Linked DNA regions of Zea mays: all the other regions are linked to region 2. Evidence: chromatin contacts called from public Hi-C data. All regions are on one chromosome and are shown on one strand. Each heading gives the region's core, a stretch centred on a gene start, on an enhancer-like site or on the middle of the called end of the contact. The rest is flanking DNA. Distances are from core to core; before and after follow the strand shown.

Evidence for each region. A called contact is a pair of places that touch in the nucleus more often than the background predicts.
Region 1: a contact with region 2 is called in a Hi-C map of tassel, with 2.3 times the contacts expected there. The contact joins the promoter of LOC103633583 here to the promoter of LOC100275622 in region 2. A contact is called at or near these places in 2 of 25 Hi-C or Micro-C datasets (ear and tassel).
Region 3: a contact with region 2 is called in a Hi-C map of tassel, with 2.2 times the contacts expected there. The contact joins the enhancer-like site here to the promoter of LOC100275622 in region 2. A contact is called at or near these places in 2 of 25 Hi-C or Micro-C datasets (ear and tassel).

What each region holds. Positions count from the first base shown.
Region 1 is chr1:34,272,770-34,277,198 of Zm-B73-REFERENCE-NAM-5.0, forward strand. LOC103633583 (40S ribosomal protein S20-2) reads left to right here and starts at 1,894. Exons shown (of 3, transcript XM_008655281.4): 1 at 1,894-2,265. The coding sequence starts at 1,980.
Region 2 is chr1:33,803,822-33,807,833 of Zm-B73-REFERENCE-NAM-5.0, forward strand. LOC100275622 reads left to right here and starts at 2,273. Exons shown (of 1, transcript NM_001149670.3): 1 at 2,273-4,012. The coding sequence starts at 2,368. LOC100281862 (ATP-dependent Clp protease ATP-binding subunit clpA) reads right to left here and starts at 1,523. Exons shown (of 6, transcript NM_001154782.2): 1 at 1,234-1,523; 2 at 1,048-1,083; 3 at 859-968. The coding sequence starts at 1,439.
Region 3 is chr1:34,082,046-34,086,243 of Zm-B73-REFERENCE-NAM-5.0, forward strand. No RefSeq gene overlaps it. Among protein-coding and RNA genes, the nearest start is that of LOC103633575, 50 kb to the right of the region's middle. Within about 2 kb of position 2,391, at least 18 of the 20 cell types and tissues checked have an H3K27ac peak or open chromatin away from gene starts, as enhancers often do. A contact at or near this core is called in ear and tassel, where this site is marked.

The DNA.
Region 1 (4,429 bases), core at 644-3,143, 470 kb after region 2:
CCAAATCAGTTCGCGATGTGATCTTATTTATACGCCTAGGGCGTTGAAAATTGAAAGGCCCCGCTTGTCAGTAGATGTTGCTATTCTAGCAAAGGGAAGGTGTTTTTTCGGACCTTCGGCTCAAGGCCTTCGTCCATATCGCAATCTGAATTTATTATTTACAAATTAATATTGCGAGGGGCTACTGTTGGGGGCCTTCGTCCTCCGAAGGTCCTCAAAAACATGATTTGACAATGTTTTCCGAGTGGATTATGTGAACAGGTATTTTCGGATCCAGAATTATGAATATGGAGCACGGCCAGGACGAAGCCTGAACCAGACGAAGGTCGAGTGTAGCCGAAGCTGTGCGCAGGGAAGCTTCGGCGCGATGGCAGAAGGGGGAACCGACTTAAAGATGAAAAGACTTCGGGGGCCTCGACAGATTTCCATAAGCCGTTAACAAATGTAATGGACATGGATGTAATTTTACGTGGGCTGCGTCCCGCGTCTATAAATAGATGAACAGTACTCCCGTACTGTTCACGCTGACTTGGCATTGGCTTTTGCATCACGCTTGTACTTTTTACCTTCTCTCAGGACCAAAGGTACATTTGTAATTTAAAATCATTTCTATTTCTCCATGTTAATAAAATAGAGATGATTTTATGTTGATGTTTGTATTTCATGCTTTATATGAATCCTTCGGCATTACTTATTATATTCCCGAAGGTATGTCTATGATAACCTTCGTCCTAAATCATTATTTCCCGAAGGGACATAATGTTTCGAAGGACGAAGGACCTTAATGTGTAACACTTTTTATGTTGCCTTGTTCTTAATTCGAAGCATTTGAGAACAAGTCACCAACACATAATGACAAATTTGTTGTTGCCGCATAGAACAGTTCGAGTTTTCCATTTAACTGTCTAACTGAGCACTGAGGAGTGTACTAAACTAATAACTAAAGCAAGAGCAACTACAAGACGGCGGCGTGGCGCTGAACGCCTGAACCTGTGAACCGCTGCGCGCAGAAAGGAGAAGCCGAGATGCGAGCACTCGAGCAGGGTCGGCCAGCCAGGTCCCAGGCGCCGCTGCCGCAACCTGGCCACCTGCTGCTGCTGCCGCAAGCTGGGGCTGGCTGGGGGCTCTGTAATGCTGCTGCCGCCGGCCACCGCAGACCCGCAGTGGCTGGCTGGTGGATTCTACGGTGCTGCCTGCTGATGGACGTATGGACGAACGAGGTAAATGGCTAGCTAGTGTCGTGGACTCGTGGTGGACTGGTGGGCCGTGGGCGGTGGACAAGGGGCAAGGCCTGTAGGCTGTAACTAGCGTGGGCCAATCTGCCAATGTTTAATGGGCTTTGCATCCGGGAAAATATGGAAAATTCCCGGTATAATACGGGATACCGTAAATACGGGCGGGAAACACTCTCAACCGTTTTCGGACCCGTTCCCGGACATACCTATCCCGGTTCCCGTACCGTTTTCTTATTTTCCCGAAAAAACGAAAACGAACGGTTCAAAACGGGAATACGGTATGGGATGGGACGGTATTTTTCCTGATCGTTTTCATCCCTAATTTCATCCTCAATTCCTCATACACTATAATATAAGCAATCATCAAATGTAAGACATTTAAATCCATCAACCTATGTATTTTTTGCCTTTGCCAAATTTACTTCCCATTTCTTCACTCATTCTCTCTTGATTGAACTTCAATCGTACCAATCAACTATCAATCGTACCAATCAACTATCAATCGCTTCTCATTCATCGAAGCAAACCATTAACATAGTTTATATATAACTTTCGTGTTGGCTTGGAAGTAAAAGGAGCCAAACCTAAGGAGGAAAAACTTTTCATAAATAACTAAATGCGTTATTTAAATAACATCCTTGAGATTTCTCATCCTAGAAAAAGACAGAGACACTGGGGGTTTGAATTTCTAATGTAGTTCTTCTTGGAAAAACAAACCCTAAAAATAATGTTGATAAAGACTAGATGGGCCGTCAAAAGCCTTGTTGCAGTTGGGCCGACACATCCACTTCTCATATAAATAACCTCGAACCCATACTCCGGCGAAAACCTATAGCTTGCAGCGCCACCTACACCGAGCAGCCAAGCGAGGAAGCGAAGACCCATTTCCCCGAGCGCAAGAGTACCATGGCGGCGGCGGCAGTTTATGGCGGCCTCAAGGGGAAGCTTGGCGTCGAGGATGCCCCCGAGCTGCAGCTGAATCGCATCCGCATCACCCTCTCATCCAAGAACGTCAAGAACCTGGAGAAAGGTATAACCAAACCTCATGATTTCAGACCCATATCTTCTAATGTGATCTAGTAGTTTAGCTAATCTAGCTAGTACGGAGTATATCGTAATGGCGTAGACAAGCTTCCGTTGATAGCTGATTCGTATATTGTTTAGAATTATGTTTTGGATCTGCCTGTCGAATTCGTCGCATTCCGTGTTTGTCTCGAGAACATGTACAAATCTGTCTCAGACAGTTAGTCGCTGGTCGGAATTGCTGGCGCGTCAACCCATTTTCTTTTGTATTGGTTTGCCGAACAATGCTCCTATGCGCGATTTGATCTACTGTTTGCCTGTGCACAAGCAGTGCAGCCTAAGTGCTTTGTTTGTCCTGTTGGATTGTACTATAGAAGAAAGGATCAAAGGAATTGACAACTGATATTTAGGGGGTGTTTGGTTTCTAGGGACTAATTTTTAGTCCCTACATTTTATTCCACTTTAGTTCTAAAATTGCTAAATATAGAAACTAAAATTTTATTTTAGTTTCTATATTTATCAATTTATAGACTAAAATGAAATAAAATGAATGGACTAAACATTAGTCCCTAGAAACCAAACACCCCTTTAGTGGGTGTTTGGTTAGAAGGGACTAATGTTTAGTCCATCATTTTATTCCATTTTAGTGTATAAATTGCAAAATATAGAAACTAAAATAAAGTTTTTGTTTCTATATTTAGTAATTTTGTAACTTAAATGGAATAAAAATGTAGGGACTAAATATTAGTCACTAGAAACCAAACACCTCCTTATATTTGCACTCGTCTCCTTTGTATATGCTTTTTTGTACTTCCTCCGTTCCAAAATAGTATCCGTTTTAGCTTTTTTTTTGTTGATATTTAACTAGATGATGCTAAATGTAGACACGTATATAGAACACATACTATGGTTATTAAAGTGGTAAAACGTTAAAACGTTATGAGCCGACTTTTTAACATTTAAACGTTTAAACGAATGTTGAAACGTCTTTTCAGACTTAACATAGAAATTCAAATATAGAATAAGTTCATACATAAGTTGAGTTATTTGATAAATTGAAATAATCTCCAAGAGCATTGCTAACATGAGAAGAATTAGCTAATGGATCAACCCATTCATTGTCCCAATCAAAGTCTTATAAAATCAAAGGATCAAAGTAGTGTTAGGACACTTTGACAATGTCTCCATAGTCACCAGCTAGATGTTGTTTCACCCTCTTGATACCTCCTTTTATTTGTTTGGGGCACAAAGCACATTGAATCAGCTCTCGCAAATAGAGCTTGAATGATTGTGTCATGGACCTTCGGTCCATGAGAATAGCTGTCTTCTCCGGCGAGGTTATACCCCTCTGCCGCAGGCTTGGTTCTAGGGTAGCAGCCCTAGGCGCTTGAGAGTCATTTCAAGAGAGAGAGATTGGTTTGATAATATATTCCTTCTTCCTTTGTCTCAGGCCTATATATAGGCCACCGGTTGACCAACTAGGCAACCACTAATTAGGCAAGTGACTAATTGAAATTATCTCCCCTACAATTTAGGTCTATCAATTTAGCCACCAAATCAGCCACTTTCCTTTGCCATGTCTTCCTTGCGCGCGCTTTCCTTTGCCATGCCTTCCTTGTGCGCGCTTTTCTTTGCCATGCCTTCCTTGTGCGCGCTTTCCTTTGCCATGCCTTCCTTGCGCGCGCTGCTGCCAGCGCCCGTGCCTTCCTTGCGCGCGCTGCTGCCAGCGCCCCCTGCGGCCTCTCGCTTTTGGCGCACATAGGTGCGGCCCCACATGCGTGACCACTCCCTATGATGCCCATGACATCTCCCCCTCCCTTGAGGACCAGCTCGTCCTCGAGCTGCTATAGACTTACCTGACACGACTTAAGGTTAAACCTTTTACATCTCGGCTTACCTTTATTATTTAAGACGAAAATACAAAATAATTGTGGAACTAAATTATAAATTTGAACTGCAGCTATGTCCTCCTGTCCTCCTGGATCCCAAGGAAAGAGCTGAACTACGGCCTTCACGTTGGATGAAAGGTGGAGGAACCAACCCGTTCTTATGTTGGGTCTGTCCAGCACCAAGGCAGGTGCTCGAATGAAGGAGACGACCCTCTTTGGCCGTGCAGGGGGGCTGCATACCCAGATCTCGACTTCTGCAGGGGGTTCAAAAAGTATAGACGA
Region 2 (4,012 bases), core at 1,023-3,522:
GTATGTGAGTGATAGCATTTGTTAAGTAGGAAGTTAGGAAGAAAAGGGTGAAAGATCCACATTAGTTTTGAAATGACCTACATTTGGAGAAAAGGTGAGAGGGCTAAAACGACCTACATTTGGAACTGGAAGTAGAGGTAATGTTTTTTTATTATGCACTAAATCCAAATCACTGATCACTGTAGCGTGCTTTTATGAAGCATGTAGATATAGTGCACAGTTTTTATCTATTTGTCATTTTGTAGAAAGAATTTTAGCCACGTACACCATATACAAAATGCATGTTCAAGAACACACCAGTTCCAACAATTCTATGTAGTTAGTGATGCATTTGGGTTCACTAGGCTTCACTACAGCTACATTATGAATCTTCACACTCTTATGGTTTGTAGATCATCATCTTTACTTGTTTAAGTTCCACAAACTTTACAATCTGTAGCAGATCATCTTTACTTGTTTGAATTCCAGAAACACACAATTCACAGCTAGCATAAAGCACTCAGGCCCTGTTTGTTTACCCTCTAAATTGTAGTATAATCCAGCTTAAATAAGTTAAGAGGCAAACAAACAGTATAGATTATTGGAGTGGATTATATAATGAGGTATCTAGATTATGATAATCCATAAGCAGGTCATTAGATGATTAATTTTAGATTATTGTTTGGCACTTTACCTTCTAATAGTTTATGTAAACAAACACCTATAATAGGACTATATGAACTGGATTATATAATCTATATAAAATATCTGGATTATATAATCCTGCAAAGAAACAAACATGCCCTTAAGTTATGACATGGCTCCATAATTAGCAAAAAAAGGACTTAATATCTAAGATCCCTTGCCTCACGCCCTCACCTTCAACAAGAATGCCCATGAGGAGCCCCTCAGTGCCTGTCGTAGGGTACCTCATCTTCCGGGCCTCCAGCTCTGCCATCGCAAAAGACCGCACAGCCCTTGATGACCATCTGGGGGAATCATCATGTCAGCCGCAAATAGACACTAATGCTCCCCGAACCTGAAGAACCTACGGAATAGTCACCTAACCTGATCTTCTTCTCCCCAGAAACTACCTCTGGATGCCTGAAGACACAATAATTCAGGGATGCATATCATCAAATTGCGCAGTAAAATAATAGAAACAAAGCAGTAGCATATCAATGTGCTAACTTCCATGAGATGTAAGACTAATTAACTTCAGTGAGAGGTTGAATCATCATCATTTCTGCTTACGTGGTGGGGAGCTGGGCGACGGCGGCACCGACGCGGCGGCCCCGGAGGCGGTAGGCGAGCCGTGGGCCACGTGTGCCAGCGGCCCGAAGGGAGACGGGTAGGACAGAGGTTGTCCCGAGGGAGACGGAGGAAGGGGCGAGGTGGTGAGTGGAGGAGGAAAGGAACGAGAGGAAGGTGGCGGCAACCTGGTGGGCTGCGGTCGCCATGGCCGGAAATTGTTTCCGGGGGGTTTCTACCTTTCTGGCTTGGATAGAGGAAAGAGATAGAGCGGGCTGGCTGAGTAGTGTGACAGAATGGCCAGGGGACGGAAGGTGTTTTCTAAAGTTTGCCGTAGTCTTCTCGTTTCGGAAAAATCTTTACTGCAAAAAAATTAATCCTATAGTATCACGTAGGATTAATTTATGATTGGAGAGGAATGTACGGCAAAGAAGAAGGTTGGCACAACAAAGTTTAGAACTGTGAGTCATTGTATCATTATATTTGTAACTAGGGGCATACAAATCACATTATTCTTATACGATTGTGCTTTACTAGAAGGCAATTTATCATTGCACATGTTCTCGGTTAGTCGTTTTAAAACTACATTAGAAGTTCTTAAAAAGAGTCTAAGATGTCCTTAACATCATCGGCGGAGCTTTTAGTAAAACACTATCTTTTATATTTTAATAAAACACTATCTTTTATATTAGCTAAAAACATATAAAAAACTAAATGCGATGGTAACTGTTGGTTAACGATAAAAATGTATAATAAAATACTGATAATAAAATGGATATTACTCTCATAACTGATGCGTCCATATTGACCCGGTGGAACTTAGATATCATATCCCGGGCCTAGGTCGTCGGGTCACGCGCGGGAGAGTCGTCCCCTGTCGCCAGGCGAAGAGGAGAAACACTCGAAAGTACCAAACCAACTGACAGTCGGCCCATAAATCATATCGCTATGCGGGCCAGTCTTGCAGTTACACGAGTGCGGCACTTCCGCCCCGCGGTCCACAGAGGCACAGCCGAAGTGTCGCAGCAGTGCAGAGGCGATAGATAAAGCTCGAGGAAGACGACCGGCACACACGGGCACTGTGAATCTGAGGAGGGAAAATCACCCAAAATCGAGAGCATAATTTTTTCCCCGGAGATGCCGAAGATCACCTCGTCGCCGTCTCCCACCATCTCCGCCATGAATCCCCTCCTCCCGTCCTCCTTTCCCAAATCACCCCACCCGCCGGACCCAAACCCTAGCTCCCCGAATCCTAGCCCCTGCAGCTACCTCCTCCACGCCGACGCCGACGACGAGGCGCTGATTCAAATCCCTGGTCAGAACCCTAGCCTGGTGGGTGCCTCCGCCTCCTTCGCGCTGCTGCCGTCTATCGACCCGGCTCCACACGTCTCGTCGCAGTTCTACACCTTCAGCGCCGCCTCCTACGGGCTCATGCTACGCTGCATCCGCGCGGGCCGCTCCGCCTCCTCCGACGAGGTCCGCGGCGCCACGTCGCTCTCCGTGCTCGCCTCCTGGCGGGCGGTCTGGAAAGATCGAAACGAGGACACGGCCTACCTCACCGCGTGGAAGCGCATCCAGGACAAGCTCGCCGCGTCGGCCGACGGCCTGCACCTTCACTTCAAGTCCAACGCCGCGCAGCGCGTCTCCCACGTCGGCATGTGGAGGGACATAGTCTCGGAGGCGCATGCCGACCCTGAACTGCTACGGCACCTCGCGTTCAGGGACACCGTCGACCGCATCAAACAGTCGTGGACTGTGGGGGCCAAATTCTACGGTATTCCAGAATCATTTGTCCGCGCATGTGTTGCTGCATGCCCTGTTTGTAAAGCTGCGCCTGCTGGCCAGCCGTATTTCACTATCTCATCACCTGGACATGGGAAGCGGCGGCGCAGGTTTGAATATACTGAGACATTGGATGTGCCGGCTAGAGATGTAGCTCGTAGGTTACAGCAATTGGCTGCTAAGCACAAGGTTGTTCTTTGTATAAGGCAGAAGTATATTAGGTATAGGCCCTTCATGGCTGAGGTGAAAGATTATGCATGCCACCGTGCTGGAGAGCCCACTTCAAGTAGTGGGAGTGCTGCATCCTCAGCCGGTAATTTAGAGGGTAAGAAGGCGCGGGTAAAGCGAGAGCCATACCAGTCGAAGAGGTGTGGTTGTGGGTTCCGTATTCGGGCAATTGTGCCGATAGCTAATTACAATGAAAAAGACAAGAGTTTTGTGTACTTGGAGGAGGGCACTGCAGTGTTCAAGCTTTACGCTGTGCATTCAGGGCATGAGCCAGGGCCACTTGATGGCAATGCACGAATTGTTCACAGGTTGGTTGGTCATAAGGGAGGTCTTGAGTTTGATCCAGACATTTATGGTGTCAGTGGGGAAGGTGATCCTACCTTTTCAGCAAAGGGGTATGAATATGCTGATATTGATGATTCGCACCAGGCAGTCTTGCAGCAAGTACGGGATCTGAGATCAGAAGTTCTCTTGCTAGAAGGGAAGGTGGCTAAGATGCACCCAGAATTGTTAGGGTCACTGTCCACCGAGTTGTCTGAGGTTTTGCACAGGATTAGGAAGTTTAATTTGGAGGGTAATGTCTACCAACATGAGACATTGATGGTAGGCAATGAAGAAGTCAGGGGATGGGGGTCAGCGGATGTATCTCACCAGTTAGACCAGCATGATCGAGCATTCTGCAAGGATGATGAGATGCTTGATGATGATACTGACTTTGGCTCAAGCCTTGGACCTATTGTCTCGTGGGATAGGATGGAAGCAGAGTGCGAGG
Region 3 (4,198 bases), core at 1,141-3,640, 280 kb after region 2:
CAGTTTTTGGCAGCAGGTACATGGACATGTGGTATATATGAGTATTAGATAGGCAAGCATTAATAAGTGTAATTCTCCCAGCTATAGAAAGAACACTGCCTTTCCAACTTTGAAGTCCTTTATCAACCTTTTCCACCAGCTTAACCCAGTCATACACACGAAGCCTGCTGAACTTACAGGCACTCCAAGATAGTTCATGGGGAGATCACTGATCTTACTGTCGAAAAGGTTAGCATGCTGTTCATCAATCATACTATTTCCATTTATTTGCATATTGTTCATCAATCATACTATTTCCATTTATAACAAAAATTTCACTATTCATGAAGTTGATTTTTTCAAACCATACATGATTTCATACATACAGAGCAGAATCTTAAGATATCTGGCCTTCTCCAAGTCTTCTTTTAATGCAAATAATAGTATCATCAGCATAATAACACCGTGAGGAACAATGCGATCTCCAAGACCATTCAACAAACCATTTTCCTGAGCTCTATTCAACATTCTTGCCAAGCAATCAGCTACAAAGTTAAAAAAGAATAGGGTACAGAGGATCCCCTGTCTCACCTCCTTGAAACTTTTGACGTAATAATCAGGAAAGAATGGATTGTAATGCCCCGAACGGACAGCCGGACAGGCGACAACCATCGCACGCCATGTTGCCATGGGACATGCTCTATTGGTGACACTGTTACCTGCCTAACCTAATCTTGTGCAGGTTAATTTGTTGCGAGAGGCGTCGCTTACTCAGTTCACAGCAGTTTTAATCGGGAATATGAATATGCCGGCAAAATAGCCAAACTGTTTGGGGGTGATCTCGGCCTGTAGGTGTAGTTTCTTCCTCCGCTAGCGATGGACCCAATTATGAAGTAGTTAGTGTATGTTTCGGCCTTTAATGTCGATGGTTCATGGGCTCAAAGCTGGACTTGGTTGTTGGGCCGAGCTAGTTTCTGTAGATGCGGAAATCCAAGCTGTACACATGATGCTGGAAAGAGTGTCACATAGGATCAGTAATCACAGACTCACAGGAAGGAAAGGGAGCGTTGTTGTATTATTTGCACTGACTGACAGTCGGTTGACGTGACAAAGCTACACTCTAACGTGGCAGTTTCCCTATCATTCAGTTGACCTGATTATCTTTATCAGGCCGTCCCAAAAGATACTGTATTGACGTAATCATGTCTCAGCAAGTCAGCATGGCCTAAATGCAGTTCTCTTGCGGTCTGACCTGTTCATCTATACCTCTGGGAGTGTCCGGCTTCATCCCGTACGTGTATACAAACAACAAAAGCAGCAACGTCGCCGTGTCTCCGGACGAGCTGAGTGACGGACGCAAAGAGGTGGCGTTTTGGACCGGCGCGGGGACACGCGCGCAGGCAGTGGCGGATCCAGAATTGATTCAAGACGGGGGCTACTAAATTAAGACTATAATTTTTTTTAAACCAAACAAAAAATATAATTAATGTTTAGTATAACACAAGAAGCAAGATATAATTTAAACATTTCAGATCATTACAATCCCTAAGCGTCAATGTTCAGGACACTTTCTTTTTCACGAGCTCGTCTTCGTTCAGTCGTCGTCAGTGCTGGACGTTCAATGTGAAGCCGGGAGTCTCAGCATTCGTGGCCTGCGACGTCCCAACAACCCCATAAATAAATTCACGAGCTCACCGAGATGGAAGACTTGAAATTACCAAAGATCATGGAAACGCTGGCACAACCTCTGACACCGGCAGTAGCTGACGGTGGCAATCGAAACCAGCCCAAGAACTATGAGCAGACAGGTGAGGAGCTCGAGCCTGTTGTTAATTCTCTTGCATTAGCCCGTAGCCCGTAGGAGGAGGAGCGGCAGACGCAGCCTTTCTTGGGTCGCTGTTCCTTTCCCTTCTTCTGCAAAAGAACCAACTAACCAAAACTGAACTAGACCGATGCGTGTATATATGTGTACTGCACCTTTCTCTGGTCGCTTGTATGGGCCGCGACCGGGGCTGCAGCCTAGGCAGCCCCGGTCGTAGATCCGCCCCTGCGCACAGGCGACTCCACTACCTACAGTCACCGCCGCTGACAAATCGCACTGGTACTCTGCGTCTCTGCGCCCCTGCGTGCGTGTGTGCATGCATGCATGAGAACTGCGCGCAGCAGCCCGGCGGTCAGGCGGTGGGCTTTGCTAGCCGTTTGGCGTTGCATGCGGATGCGGCATGCCATGCCCGGTCGAAGACCAGGCGGCGACGGACGCCGTGACCGTGATGCATGCGCTGTTTGCTCGCGGGGGGCCGGGGTTGTCCGCCTGGCGGCTGGCGTCTGCCACAGGCCACAGCCGATCGGTGGTGGTGGTCCTCGTGGCCGGACCAGCAACCTGAGCAAGGTCTCTGTTGTCTTTGTGGCGCGCATGGACCGGTCTGGAGCGTTGAATTCCTTTACCATCCCATGGGACACCCACCCATCCTTTGGATCTGTACCCAGCGATGGCGACGGATCGAACGCACTGCGGACTGGACGAACCAAGAATGCACTGTGTAAGAGCATGGTAACTCGGAGCTTTGTCACCCACCAACTAGGCAACTACATCGATCCCAGCTTTCGTCGGTCGACGTTGCGTTGAGATAGCAAAGTGAAATGGCAGCGAGCTGATGGATGCCCGCCCTGTGCTGCCCTACACGGCTACACACACTGGCTCCAGTAGCTGGGTCGGTTAACGCTGGTCAACCTTTTCTTTTGTGTGAAACGGTGGGGTTTTCAGTGTTTTTAGCGCTAAAATCAGTCATGGTCTGACGGACCTATACATGTCAAACGTGCCGCCCAACACGACCGGGCACGGGCACAATTTGGACACGGCCGGAACAAGGCCATCCAGGCACGGCACGGTGGTCATCTCGGCCCAGGCCAGCATGGCCAACTTGGGTGCAGCCTAGACACGGCACGGTAGTGTACTAACCATGGCACTGTGGTATAGTGTGAGGCCAGACTCGAATACAGAAACATGAGAATACTCAAATTTAGACAGATTCAGACACTACTATACATATTCAGATACAAGTATATAGGTCCAACAGACAATTCATCAAGTAGAAGAATATAAAGATTATATTGGAGCTGTTATGTGCAATGTTGTATTATTAAAAACCTTCATAGGTAAAAACTCATACCTCGTGAGAAAACCCTAAGAAAGAAAAAAGAGTGCAGCCAACTCTTAAATTCTAATGTTCATAAATTCATTAGTCCATTACAACAAGTACATATTGCCATTCCAGATTATGTTGCATGTGGGAGTCCGCTAACTCCCCGTCTTTGATGCAGGATAAGACCTCCACCATGTCACTTGTAAGTCGTCGTCGTCGCTCCTCGATCACCCTGCCAGCCAAACTAAAACTAGATTCCGAGGATATGGTAGATGCAGGCACAATCATCACATCTTTAGTAAGGATAGACAGAATAGGGTAAGTTAGCTTATGGTCTTGCCGCTAGGAGAGAATGTTGAAACTATCATCAAACGGATTGACAGTATCATTGTCAAGGTATGAAGACAGCTCAAACTGAGATGTATCTGCCCAAGCAGTAGTAGATGAAGATGGAACACTACTACCTGCAATGTCATCACCATATATGTCATTCTAGGCCATTTTGTTCTTACCTTCATTACTAGTAGCTGATGGTTGATGTGTACGTAAGCATACATCACCAAAATTTGTCTCATACACCTGAAAGAGTTTAGCTAACTTTTTCCTCACATCTTGAGGAAACCTAGAGTAATCTGTACTAGTTAGAGTAGATAAACGTTCAAGAGTTTTATGAAAACCTCTCATTTTAGCTCTAGTATCAAGAATGAAAGCAAACACATAGAGAATGAGTATCTCTCTCTCCAATATTTAAGAAATTTATCTTTCATAGGAACAATAGCATCCCTTAATAATGCATCATTTTCAAATGCACTCAGATGTCTACCAATTATAAGTATTTGGCATTAATGGAGCAGTTGGATAATAAACACATGAAAGTGTGACAGTAGAGTCATAGAACAACTGAAGAAAGGATAGCAATTTCTCCGTAACATACTAGTGATTATTAGTAAATAAAGAAGTACCATCAATAGCCAATGGACAATTAGTTTAAATATAAACAACAAATGTACTTCTATGTTGAACAAGGTGCTTAAGCATCAAGAAAGTTGAATTCCATTTGACATCCATGTCTACAC